Linked DNA regions of Macaca mulatta: region 2 is linked to region 1. The links are chromatin contacts, called in public Hi-C maps. All regions are on one chromosome and are shown on one strand. The core of a region is the stretch at or near the end of the contact, and the rest is flanking DNA. Distances in the headings are between cores, read along the strand shown.

Region 1 (6,382 bases), core at 1,755-4,254:
ATCGCACCACTGCACTCCTCCCTGGCCACAGAGCAAGATTCCATCTCAAAAAAAAAAAAACAAAACAAAATTTCTATAACCAATTAACTATTCCAGTCATATTAAAACACTCATAAACTGAAGGGCTTTTTCAAATGTTTATTTTATGTACAAAGAACTATCATGGTTTTTCATTGAGTAGATGCCTTGGATAATCCTTTGAAGGAAGATCACTCATAAACGGAAGGGTTTTTTCAAATGTTTATTTTATGTACAAAGAACTATCATAGTTTTTCACTGAGTAGATGACCTTGGATAATGCTTTGAAGGAAGATCATTTAGTCCAACTGAAAAAAAAAAAGCAGATAATGATTTATTTCAAAATGCTTTAATCTCTACTTGATTCTCACCAAAAAAAAAAAAAAAAAAAAAAAAATGGCTCATTATAGAATGTTTAACTGGATCTCTGACCTACCCAAACTAACCACACCAGGTTCTACATAGTTTAAATATTTACTGAATGCCTACTCCAGAAATCAACTATGTTTTAGAATGATTTTTGGTAATGCTATCCCGCTTCTTCCATCAAAGTAATGTTTCCCAAAACAAAACACTAGTAAATAAATGATCTTTACCAAATGCACAGGATAGTTTTTCAGTAGGCAACTATAATTACACTGTTCATCTTTTTATTTTTTTGAGACAGTCTCGCTGTCTCCCGGACTGGCGTGCAATGGAGTTATCTCCACTGATTGCAACCTAAGCCTCCTGGGTTCAAGCGATTCTCCCATCTCCGCCTCGTGAGTAGCTGAGACCACAGGTGCGGGCCACCATACAAGGCTAATCTTTGTGGAAACAGGTTTTCGCCTTGTTGGCAAGGCTTCTCGCGGAAATCCTGGGCTCAAGAGATCCGCCCACCTTGTCGGCCTCCCAAAGTGCTGGCATTTCAGGCGTGGGGCACCTCGCCTGGCCCACAGTTTATCTAGGACACAGAGCTAGGGTGTGGGCCAAGGTCCATTTTCTTATGTGTAATATACCTCTCGAATTAGGCGAACCTTCTCATTTTAACAAGAAGCATATACTGAAGTATTTGTCCAAGGCGGTCAAGCCTGAATTTAAAGGTACTTTCTCTGTCCCTGCTGCATTGCAGAATCCATATTAACAATTTACAACAGGGCGCCAAGTGGCTCACGCCTGTAATACCAGCACTCTGAGGGGTCAAGGCGGCTGATCTCCTGAGGTCAGGAGCTCAAGACCAGCTTGGTCAACACGGCGAAACCCCATCTCCACAAAAAATAAAAACAGGCCGGGCGTGGTGGCAGACGCCTGTAATCCCAGCCCCTCGGGAGGCTGAGGCAGGAGAATTGCTTGAACTCGGGAGGGGGAGGTTGCAGTGAGCTGAGATCACACCACTGCACTCCAGCCTGGGCAAAAGACGGAGACCCAGTTTCCAAAAAAAAAAAAAAAAAAAAAATTTACATCATTATAGAACAGTATTGTCCAATACAAAATTAAGAATCAAAAAGCTGGTGAATTTATCTCAAGGAGTCAATAATAAATTCGTTTTCACCTTTAAAAAACCCCAAATTACTATTTAAAAGATTTTTAGAAGCCAAAAGTTTCATATAAACATTTGCTTAAGGTGATCAAGAGATAGAAGCACTAAATAGCGGACCCTTGTTTGCTGAATCTTAATAGCTTTCTGACCCCAAACTTTTAGTTCATTCCAGTATATGACCCTATCAAACACTTAGGGTGGCCGGGCGCGGTGGCTCACACCTGTAATCCCAACACTGAGAGGCGGGCGGATCACGAGGTCAAGAGTTCGAGACCAGCCTGACCAATATGGTGAAACCCTCTTCTAAAAATAAAAATTAAAATGAGCCGGGCATGGTGGTGAGCGCCTGTAATCCCAGCTACCCAGGAGGCTGAGGCAGGAGAATCGCTTGAACCGAGGAGGCGAAGGTTGCAGTGAGCCGAGATCATGCCATTACACTCCAGGTTGGGTGAGTGCGACTTCGTCTCAAAAAAAAAAAAAAAAAAAACTTGGGGTCAGTGGTTAATACATTTATTTGGTTAGAAAATATCTAGGTAAAGCCGCGCATGGTGGCGAAAGCCTTTAGTCCCAGCTACTCGGAACGCCAAGGCAGTAGGATCGCCTGAGACCAGGAGTTCGAGGTTGCAGTGAGCCAAAACAACACCACTGCACTCCAACCTGGGCGACCGAGAGAGACCCTGTCTCAAGAATAGGTACTTATAAGATCGATAAGTGAAAGAAATGTAAAACAACTTTAGTAGCCTCTGTAAAGTGAATAATTTCACCCAACACAATACATGGCACCTAAAACTGACTAAGCTATCTATGTAAAAGTGGGTAGGAATGACTAAGTCCTTCACCTTCTCCATTCTATTAATCTGATTGTCCAAACCATCAACACTGTCACCAGCTACCAACTAAAAAAGAGGAAAAGCTCTTGGTCGAAAGCTCAGATTTACCACCCCAGGGAAGATCTGTCGGTTGTCTTTCGCAGAAAAAATAAAGAACCACCACGACCTCCGCCCACACAAACATGGAGAACGCCTGCAGACGCCTACCTTAATGAAACCGATATCCTTCGCGTACTGACGGAAACACTGGCGGCACATATTGAGGCCATATTTCCGGATCAGACCGTGCCGGTTTGAACACACGCGACTGTAAGAAAAAAGACAGCGGCTTTGCAGATCACAGAAATTACAAGACTCCGCACTCAGACGGCTACTACCCGCATCCCGGGACTTCCAGGCCCCAGCACAGGCCTGTAATGGCGGCACCAGCGGCTCCCAGTCGGCCTGCTCCCTCGTGCCGCCCGTGATCTCCTCTACTTGAGATTTTAAGCAGCCTAGCGCTCCATAGCAACGCTTCCCCAAAATCACAAACTATTTCTCACCAAGAGCGAGAACCCTGGCCGAATTTTCGCGGGTGGCTCCAGTACAGCTGCTGGTGACCCATGTTGCTCTCCGAAGTGCAACGAGGTAAAAGGAAGGAGCTCGCCCACGCATGCGCTCTTCAAACTTTTGAGACAGTTTACCCAGAATGCAGTGCTCAAAGGAAACGCGTGCGCAGTGTGCTCAGGTTGTTTCGCGGGGTGAATAAAATGAAATCTTAGAGGCCTTGTGGGCCGTCCCAGTTGATGACGTCACCATACCACAGCTTCTAGTGCTATTCTGCGCCTCTATCCGACCGCCGGGCGCGGTGGCGCGTGCCTGTAGTCCCAGCTACTAGGGAGGCTGAGGCTGGAGGATCGCTTGAGTCCAGGAGTTCTGGGCTGTAGTGCGCTATGCCGATCGGGTGTCCGCACTAAGTTCGGCATCAATATGGTGACCTCCCGGGAGCGGGGGACCACCAGGTTGCCTAAGGAGGGGTGAACCGGCCCAGGTCGGAAACGGAGCAGGTCAAAACTCCCGTGCTGATCAGTAGTGGGATCGCGCCTGTGAATAGCCACTGCACTCCAGCCTGGGCAACATAGCGAGACCCTGTCTCTTTTGAACAATAAATACGTTAATTTTGAACTCTAAAGAAATGCATATTCATAGCCTCTTTTATTGATTAAATCTTTTACTTTCTTTTCATTAAAAGGTTACACTTGGGAAAGGATTTTTCCCTCGACTCACCAGTGACACCTACTGGAATAAATTTACAAAACAACTTAAAATCAGCTGTAATAATCACGAGTCAACGGTAGGGTTTGCTTTTATTTTGTTAAACAGAGTACCTTTTCAAATTTATTTTTTTGACACACTCCTCCAAGAAATACACCTACACCATTCCAGAAAAAAAATGAGATTCTTTGGCATTTAGTGTATTTGATTCTTAAATGTAATTGGCTGAATGTAAAGTAGTAAGCAAGTAATGTGCAATGTATGCTGCTTTGACTAGATAATTTGGTGACAAAACAACTAATGAAAAGCAAATGCAAAAATGCAAAAAAAAAATGTCAATAAACGAATTTCTGCTGAAAGATGCCTAAAATTCCATATGGTCATTTATAATGCCTCCAGATAAAACTGCTCTGAAATCAAAGCTTTAAGTAGATTTATAAAATGTAGCACAGGGTGCAACAATTCAAGAAACTTTTACATATAAACTCTTATAAATTGAAATACAACACTTCTTTAAGGTATGTTATGTCAGGGTTCTAGTGGGGTCCCCCTACCCAATCATTAAGTTAGGCATTGTATTATATGATTAAGGAAGGAGGGGAGTCAGAGATTTGTAAACTACATATAACTTGTTCCTTGCCCTCAAAATGTTCTAATCTAATCTACTGTGGAAAACAGGATTATCTCCAAGACCTCAACATACAACGTTTGTGCACCAGCAACACGTATACAACTAAGGAAAATACTCTGTATTCAATGATGGGTGTGCTCATGAAGTATGAGAGGAGCGAAGAAGAGAAATTAGTTCCAGCTTGAGGTACATTTGAGAGACCTTTGAGGTAGACCTTGAAGAATGGGATTTCTACAGGCAGCACTTGACAGAAGGGAATGCCTGTTGAAAGAAAGCACTTGAGCCAAGGTAAGGCAAACAACTTTGTGTAACTAGAATAGAAGATGCACAAAAGGCCTAGTGATAAGAATGAAAAGGTATTTTATTTTAAAGCCTCACTGGGCAATATCCAATGTCAAGTTTCTACAACTTTCCTATAATTTATATCAGTCACTAATGTGTGGTTTCTAAAAGCCGTTTGCCTCACAAAAGCTAATCTAACATTTGTCCACACTTTCTCAGGCCTCTCCTAGTTGGTCTCCATAATATTTAAAAGATTATAGTGGTTCTGAGATCAATTCCATAAATATTTTTAGTACTCTGATATATAATCCTTTGGACCTAAAGAAGTGAATTCATTTAGGAGAGAAAAAAAGACAAATAAGAAGCAACTAGTTGCACTTGAACAATCTTAATCCGAATACTTAAGTAATTCTTAATGCTTATTCTAGTCTATAGATTATTCTCTTTGATAGAGATATTGCAAAAGTGCAGCTAAGAAGTCGTACTTCCTTTCAGTTTTAAGATAATGTGACATCATCTATCCCAAACAATGGAATTATGCATTTCTTTTTCAATAAACTGAGAACAGCTTTAAAAGTTCATTTTAACTCAGTGTTTATTAAGAGCTTTTATGTTTTTGTTTTTCCTTTTGTTTTGAGACCGAGTCTTGCTCTGTCGCCCAGGCTGGAGTGCAGTGGCGCTATCTTGGCTCACTTCCCGGGTTCACGCCATTCTCCTGCCTCAGCCTCCCAAGTAGCTGGGACTACAGGTGCCCACCACCACGCCTGGCTAATTTCTTTTTGTATTTTTAGTAGAGACAGGGTTTCACCATGTTAGCCAGGTCTCGATCTCCTGACCTCATGATCCACCCGCCTCGGCCTCCCGAAGTGCTGGGATTACAGGCGTGAGCCATCTTAGTTCTCTTTTATACATGGCTTTGAAATTTGAAATGCCTCTTCTTTTAGAACACATTTTCCTTTAATAGGATATTTCTTGGGTTGGGTTCTTTGTTTTTTAAAAAATGTACAATGAAGTACAAAGAAAAAAAAAGAAAAAAGTGCCACAATGTCCTTGCCAAGATAACCCTACTAATATTTTTCTTTTGAAAAAATAAAAGTAATATATCTGTAAGATTGAAGCATTCTAACACTACAGAGTATAGATCTTATTTTTAAGTACATTGGAATAATATGCATATTAGGACACTATTATTCAAGATGTCTTTAATTTTCTTTCTCAAATTATTCTTACAATCTTCTGTGATCGTCTATCCAGAATTTAATCATTTAAAAACCTTCATCTTAGGTGTGTACACTGCTGACGGGAATGTAAACTACTTCAGCACTGTGGAAAGCAGTTAGGTGATTTCTTAAAGAACTTAAAACAGAACTGCCATTTGACCAGCAATCTCATTACTGAATATATACCCAAAAGAATATAAATCATTCTACAATAAAGACAAATGCATGTGTATGTTCATTGCAGCACTATTCACAATAGCAAACACACTGAATCAACCTAAATAGCAATTTTTTAGGCAACAGTAGACTGGATAAAGAAAATGTAGTACATATACACTATGGAATGCTACACAGCCACAGAAAACAAGATCATGTCCTGTGCAACAACATGGATGGAATTGGAGGCCATTATCCTAAACAAGCTAACATGAACAGAAAACTAAACACCATGTTCTCACTTATAAGTGAGAGCTAAACACTGAATAAACATGCACCCAAAGAAAGTAACAGGCAGCAGGGCCTACTTGAGGGTAGAGGGTAGGAGGAGGGTGAGGATTTGAAAAGTACCTACTGGGTATTAAGCTTATTACCTGGTTGATGAAATAATAACCCCTGTGACACATAGTTT
Region 2 (6,382 bases), core at 2,402-4,901, 34 kb after region 1:
TAAGTAAAATATTTTAGGATTTTCTAAACTTGTAGGTTGGTGAGGGATTGTCCATAAATATTACAAAACAGCTGCATTAAAACGTTCTTTAAAAAGTGATGGGAGGCCAGGTGAGGTGGTTCACGCCTGTAATCCCAACACTTTGGGCTGAAATGGGTGGATCCTTTGAGCCCAGGAATTTGAGATCAGCCTGAGCCACATGGCAAAACTCCCTCTCTATAAAAAATACAAAAATTAGCCGAGCATGGTGCTGCGTGCCTGCAGTCCCAGCTACTAGGAAGGCTGAGGTGAGAGGATAGCTTGAGCCTGGGAGGTCAAAGCTACAGTGAGTAGAGTAAGCCACTGCACTCAAGTCTGGGCAACAGAGCAAGACCCTGTCTCCAAAAAAGTAAAAAGTGATGGTGATGTATTTAAAAATAAACTTGTATACATGATTTTTACAATCAACAAATGCAGCTATAATCGTCAGTTATTGGGATTATGTGCAAACCATGTTACTCCTAGACACCCTAGCCCTTTGCATTCTCTTATTCAGTCATTCCCATGTATCTTAGTCAACTTAAATTCATATACAAAAGGCAGAAATTGCCCTCTTATAACCCATACCTTTTCCCAGCTTTTCATTTGATGCTGAACTTTTCTTGCCTTTCATAACTACAAGGCTCAATTTTTTTCATTGTGAATTTCAACCTTTTTGTTTTCAGTTTATAACTCCTAAACCTTCCCAACTGTCAGTAAGTTCTGGCCAAGCACAGTAGCAGACACTGTAATCCCAACACTTTGGGAGCCCGAGAGTTGAGACCAGCCTAGACCAACATAGTGAGACCCCATCTTAAAAAAAATGCCAGGCAAATTTGCCAGGCATGGTGGTGCCCAACTACTCCAAGGCTAAGGTAGGACCTATAGAGCCTGAAAGGCCACAGTGAGCCATGAATGTGCCACTGCACTCCAGCGTGACAGTGACAGATTGTCTTAAAAAAAAAATTTCCGTACCTCCTAGAGTGTTCTAAGAGGTTCAAAAAACAAAATTTATGCTATCTTGGACTTTCACTCGATTAACTTTAGTTTGAAGTCAAGTCAATTTTGAACTATTCTTTTATACTCAAGGCCATAGTCTATACTGTCCAAAAGAACTTTCTGCAGTGGTAATGTTTTACATCTTTGTTGTTCAATAAACTAGCCACACGTGGCTGTTGAGTACTAAATGTGACTAGTTTAACAAGAAGCACATTACCTGGCTAGTTACCCCTACTAGACAGAACATTTGCCGTCAGCTCTTACTATCCCCCAACTTCAATCCTCTGCCTAACCCAGCCTGCTATACACAAGCCTAGCATATCTTGTTTCTTATCTTGCAAAATCTTATAGACCCTTCTAAGCTGCTCAATGTTTATGAATTCACTCAACATTTGAAATTGACTAGAAAACAATATAGTATTTTCCCTTCATATATATATATATGTTTATATAGATAAATATATATATAAACTTGTTAGAAAAGTTTGAGGTGGGACTACACTAAACATGGAATTCTATTTATAAGTAAAAACGACAAAAGGTTTGCGTAAGAATATCACTATTTATTTTCCCTCAGGTAATCTTCCTATGGCTTCAACATTTTCTCTTCAAAATCAGAAGAAAAATATCCCAAAGTTTAGAACTGGATCACTTGGCCCTTTCTCTTCTTATCTCCTCCCAGTTCAAAATGCTTGCATCTCTTAATGGCCAGCATCCTCTTGGATCTGCAGTTAGGCTCAACACATTCCAGCCTTAGCACAATCTTCTTTGTGGTCTTAGCCTTCTTCCGGAAAATTGGCTTTGTCTGCCCACCATAGCCACTCTGCTTCCGATCATAGCGCCTCTTTCCCTGGGCATACAAAGAATCCTTGCCCTTCTTATACTGTGTCACTTTGTGAGGCTGATGCTTGCCACACTTCTTACAGAAGGTTCTTCGGGTTTTAGGCACGTTGACCATCTTTGCAGCAGGGCTGTTGTCTATATGATGAAAACTGTAGTAAAATATTTAAGATAGCGGACATTAAACATTCCGAAAAGTGAAAGTGCTATTCAAGTAGATATACGAAAACCGTATAAATAATATATAAACCCACCACGTACTCATTTTCCATATGAATAAATGCACATACAAGTGCATACCTTTTTTAAACACTTCGTTTAAATTACTGGAGGACTAATTTTTTGTCAACCTCAAGAACTGAGGCAAGGCCGGGCGCGGTGGCTCATGCCTGTAATCCCAGCACTTTGGGAGGCCGAGGTGAGTGGATCTCCTGAGGTCAGGAGTTCGAGACCAGCCTGACCAACATGGAGAAACCCCCGTCTCTACTAAAAATACAAAATTAGACGGGCGTGGTGGTACATGCCTGTAATCCCAGCTACTCGGGAGGCTGAGGCAAGAGAATGCTTGAACGCGGGGCGCGGAGGTTGCGGTGAGCCAAGATCGCACCATTGCACTCCAGGCTGGGCAACAAGAGCGGAATTCCGCCTCAAAAACAAAAACAAAAAAACAAAACACAACTGGAGCAAAATTCATAAGTAGAGTGTTTATTTGGGCCAAGTTTGAGGACTGCAACCCGGAGCACAGATTCAAATTGCCGTGAATAGCAGCAGTTGCAAGCGGATTTTTAGAGAAAAAAATGGCAGTTCCTAAGTTGTTTACCAAGAATTTACATTAAAATAACACAAGCGATTGGCTGGCTATACATCGTTCTTTTTATGACAAATTCCAGGAGCACGGACATAATGGGTGAAGCAGCTAGTCAGGAATAAAATGCCAGGCATGAAGTGGGGAGGTGTCCGAAGTCTCATACTCCTGTCTCTCTGGGCCCAGCAAATTTTGCACACCTCAAAGAACTCACAATGCTACGAGCCATTTTTCTTTTCTCATATAGAACAAGATTCACGAAAATCAAGAGCAGCAGCTTTAGGAGGCCCAATACAGTCAGTTTTCTGTACGAAATGGGTTTAATTTATTGTGGCTGCCCCAAAAGAAATGTGCGGCTCATCTAGTTTTCTTCCGCAGAAAAAGAAGAGTTTCTTTGACTCTCTTTCCCCCAACCACCTCCTCCATTTTCCAACTCTAGAGAATGGCTGGGGCAGTGCGCGACGTCGTAGCTACGGTTACGACCCGCCCAGTTCCTTCTCCGAGAACCACATCAGCGTGGTATCACTTTTCCTCTCCGAAGCACGGTCACCCGTCAGCAGCCTAGAGGGCTGACGTGTCTTTATCAAGCCAGCGCGCCTCGCGATCCTATAGCCGCCATGCCTGAAGGGAGAAGCCTGCTCTCGAACTAAGGCCGACGAGGGCCGTGGGTCTCGCCTTCCCTTTCCTAAGAAGGCCTAGTCCTACCCCGGATTCTGAGCAACGGAGGCTCCAATTGGAACCGCTACAGTTCCGTTCTTAGCTTACCGAGAAACGGCGTCCGACACCCTCGCGTAGCGCAGCTCTCGCCTAACAGGAAAGGGAAGAGAGAAGCGGAAGTAGGAACTGCACCTGAGCGACAGTACTGCGAACCAATAGGCAGCCGGTCACGGCGGCCAGGCGCCTTCGGTCGCGTCTGGAAAGCACCAACCAACGGTCTAAGGGGCGGGCCGGAGGGGTGTGGGCCGGAGGGCCGCGGTGTTCCGCGGGCCAGTTGCGGGTTGTCAGAACTGTCGCCACCGGAGTGGGGCGAGGCTGCGTCGCTCAGTCCTCGCCGTCTAGGGCCCACGTAAGGATGAGAACACAGAGGACGCAGGGCCGCTGGAGGCGCAGGTAACGAAGCTAGGGTGCGGTGGGGCAGCTGCTGGGTTTCTTCCGGGACCCGTGGTGCTGAATGGAGAGGACCGAGACGAAGCCGAGCCGCGGCTCCTAGCGGCGGCGCCGATGCCCGAGCTGTAGCTGCCAGGCGAGGATGTGTGGAGCGCAGGCGGCGCGGGGTAGCTGAGAGGTCTCGGGCCTCAGGACCCCCGGGGTCCGGGATGAGTTAGCGAGGGCAGCCGCGGGGGCCAGTTCCGACCGTGACAGGCCAAGGCGACGGCCGCCGCCCGCCCGCCCCATCCGTGCAGAAGCAGCTACTCCTTTCCGCGCCCGCCCGCCCGCGCTCCCGGCCCTGGAGACCATGAGGTTCCGCATCTACAAACGGAAGGTGCTAATCCTGACGCTCGTGGTGGCCGCCTGCGGCTTCGTCCTCTGGAGCAGCAATGGGCGACAAAGGAAGAACGAGGCCCTCGCCCCGCCGTTGGTGGACGCCGAACCCGTGCGGGGTGCCGGCAGCCGTGGCGGGGACCACCCCTCTGTGGCTGTGGGCATCCGCAGGGTCTCCAACGAGTCGGCGGCTCCCCTGGTCCCGGCGGCCCCTCAGCCCGAGGCGGACAACCTGACGCTGCGGTACCGGTCCCTGGTGTACCAGCTGAACTTTGATCAGACGCTGAGGAATGTAGATAAGACTGGCAACTGGGCCCCCCGGGAGCTGGTGCTGGTGGTCCAGGTGCATAACCGGCCCGAATACCTCAGACTGCTGCTGGACTCACTTCGAAAAGCCCAGGGAATTGACAACGTCCTCGTCATCTTTAGCCACGACTTCTGGTCGACCGAGATCAATCAGCTGATCGCCGGGGTGGATTTCTGTCCGGTTCTGCAGGTGTTCTTTCCTTTCAGCATTCAGTTGTACCCTAATGAGTTTCCAGGCAGTGACCCTAGAGATTGTCCCAGAGACCTGTCGAAGAATGCCGCTTTGAAATTGGGGTGCATCAATGCTGAGTATCCCGACTCCTTCGGCCATTATAGAGAGGCCAAATTCTCCCAGACCAAACATCACTGGTGGTGGAAGCTGCATTTTGTGTGGGAAAGAGTCAAAATTCTTCGAGATTATGCTGGCCTTATACTTTTCCTAGAAGAAGATCACTACTTAGCCCCAGACTTTTACCATGTCTTCAAAAAGATGTGGAAACTGAAGCAGCAAGAGTGCCCTGAATGTGATGTTCTCTCCCTGGGGACCTATACTGCCAGTCGCAGTTTCTATGGCATGGCTGACAAGGTAGATGTGAAAACTTGGAAATCCACAGAGCACAATATGGGTCTAGCCTTGACCCGGAATGCCTATCAGAAGCTGATCGAGTGCACAGACACTTTCTGTACTTACGATGATTATAACTGGGACTGGACTCTTCAATACTTGACTGTATCTTGTCTTCCAAAATTCTGGAAAGTGCTGGTTCCTCAAGTTCCTAGGATTTTTCATGCTGGAGACTGTGGTATGCATCACAAGAAAACCTGTAGACCATCCACCCAGAGTGCCCAAATTGAGTCACTCTTAAATAATAACAAACAATACATGTTTCCAGAAACTCTAACTATCAGTGAGAAGTTTACTATGGTAGCCATTTCTCCACCTAGAAAAAATGGAGGGTGGGGAGATATTAGGGACCATGAACTCTGTAAAAGTTATAGAAGACTGCAGTGAAAATCACAATTACAGAAGCAAAAGTGACAGTCTTCTATTTTTGATATTTGTCCAAACAGGACATACAATTGAATAAAAGAGTTTAGGAACTGGTTTCTGCTTTAATACAAAAACAAAATCTTGTAAAAGGTGTCCAAATACATAGTAATCTTTTCCAATTATGTCTGATTAAGATTTAAAACTGAAGGTTTCATTTTGGGAGTAGGATTTTAAAGCTCAATCTGTATCTGCTAAAACTGATTATTGTTGATTGATAGAAGAGGGGAAATTTGATTTAAATTGCATCTATTAATCTTTTTATCTGAAACTTTGTACACTTTTCCACTTTTAAAACCTATTTTAAGTACAGCAAAATTTATTTAAAACTGTCAAAGCAGTAAAAAGTATTACCATGAAATGGTTAGGGTATTAATGGAACAAACCCAGTTTCCCTCTATTGACACACTTACTAGGAAGGGATTGCTTCACTGGTTTAATAATTAAAAAGTTATGTTTATTAAAACACCCTGTCAGAACAGTCATTTTCAGTATTAGATTCCTGTACTGTTGTGTTTTGAGTGTGCTTTGGAACCTTCATAGAACACACTTTCTTTTGGAATGTATTTGATTGATAAGAAAGTTTAAACATTGTTTTCACCTCAATGTAGAAATACAGTGGTTTTGTTTTTTTTTTTTTTCTTTTAGTGCTGACAAAATAAAATACTCATTTTTGCATAAAAAGGTTCCTAATCCTTTTGCAGAATAAGTTTTGTTTACTCTTTATAGCAAGTTTAGTGAAGGCATTCTACAAGTTTTGAGTTAGCATTATAATATTTATTATTGCCACATTGTATAATTGAGTTTGAAATAAAACCCAGCTCATGACAATGCATTCCCTGTGCAAGAAACTGTTTGGCTTTCAAATTACCCAGGCATAGATA

What was found. Hi-C and Micro-C count contacts between places; a contact is called where the count stands out from the background.
Region 2: a contact with region 1 is called in a Hi-C map of liver, with 4 times the contacts expected there. The contact joins the promoter of MGAT2 here to the promoter of RPS29 in region 1. A contact is called at or near these places in 2 of 14 Hi-C or Micro-C datasets (CD4 T cells and liver).

The regions. Positions count from the first base shown.
Region 1 is chr7:122,802,835-122,809,216 of T2T-MMU8v2.0, forward strand. RPS29 (ribosomal protein S29) reads right to left here and starts at 3,005. Exons shown (of 3, transcript NM_001267537.1): 1 at 2,910-3,005; 2 at 2,575-2,674; 3 at 247-326. The coding sequence starts at 2,971. The coding sequence ends at 318.
Region 2 is chr7:122,836,048-122,842,429 of T2T-MMU8v2.0, forward strand. MGAT2 (alpha-1,6-mannosyl-glycoprotein 2-beta-N-acetylglucosaminyltransferase) reads left to right here and starts at 3,652. Exons shown (of 1, transcript XM_015143648.3): 1 at 3,652-6,182. The coding sequence starts at 4,119. The coding sequence ends at 5,462. It overlaps RPL36AL (ribosomal protein L36a like), which reads right to left and starts at 3,471. Exons shown (of 2, transcript XM_001088742.5): 1 at 3,428-3,471; 2 at 1,560-2,009. The coding sequence starts at 1,975. The coding sequence ends at 1,655.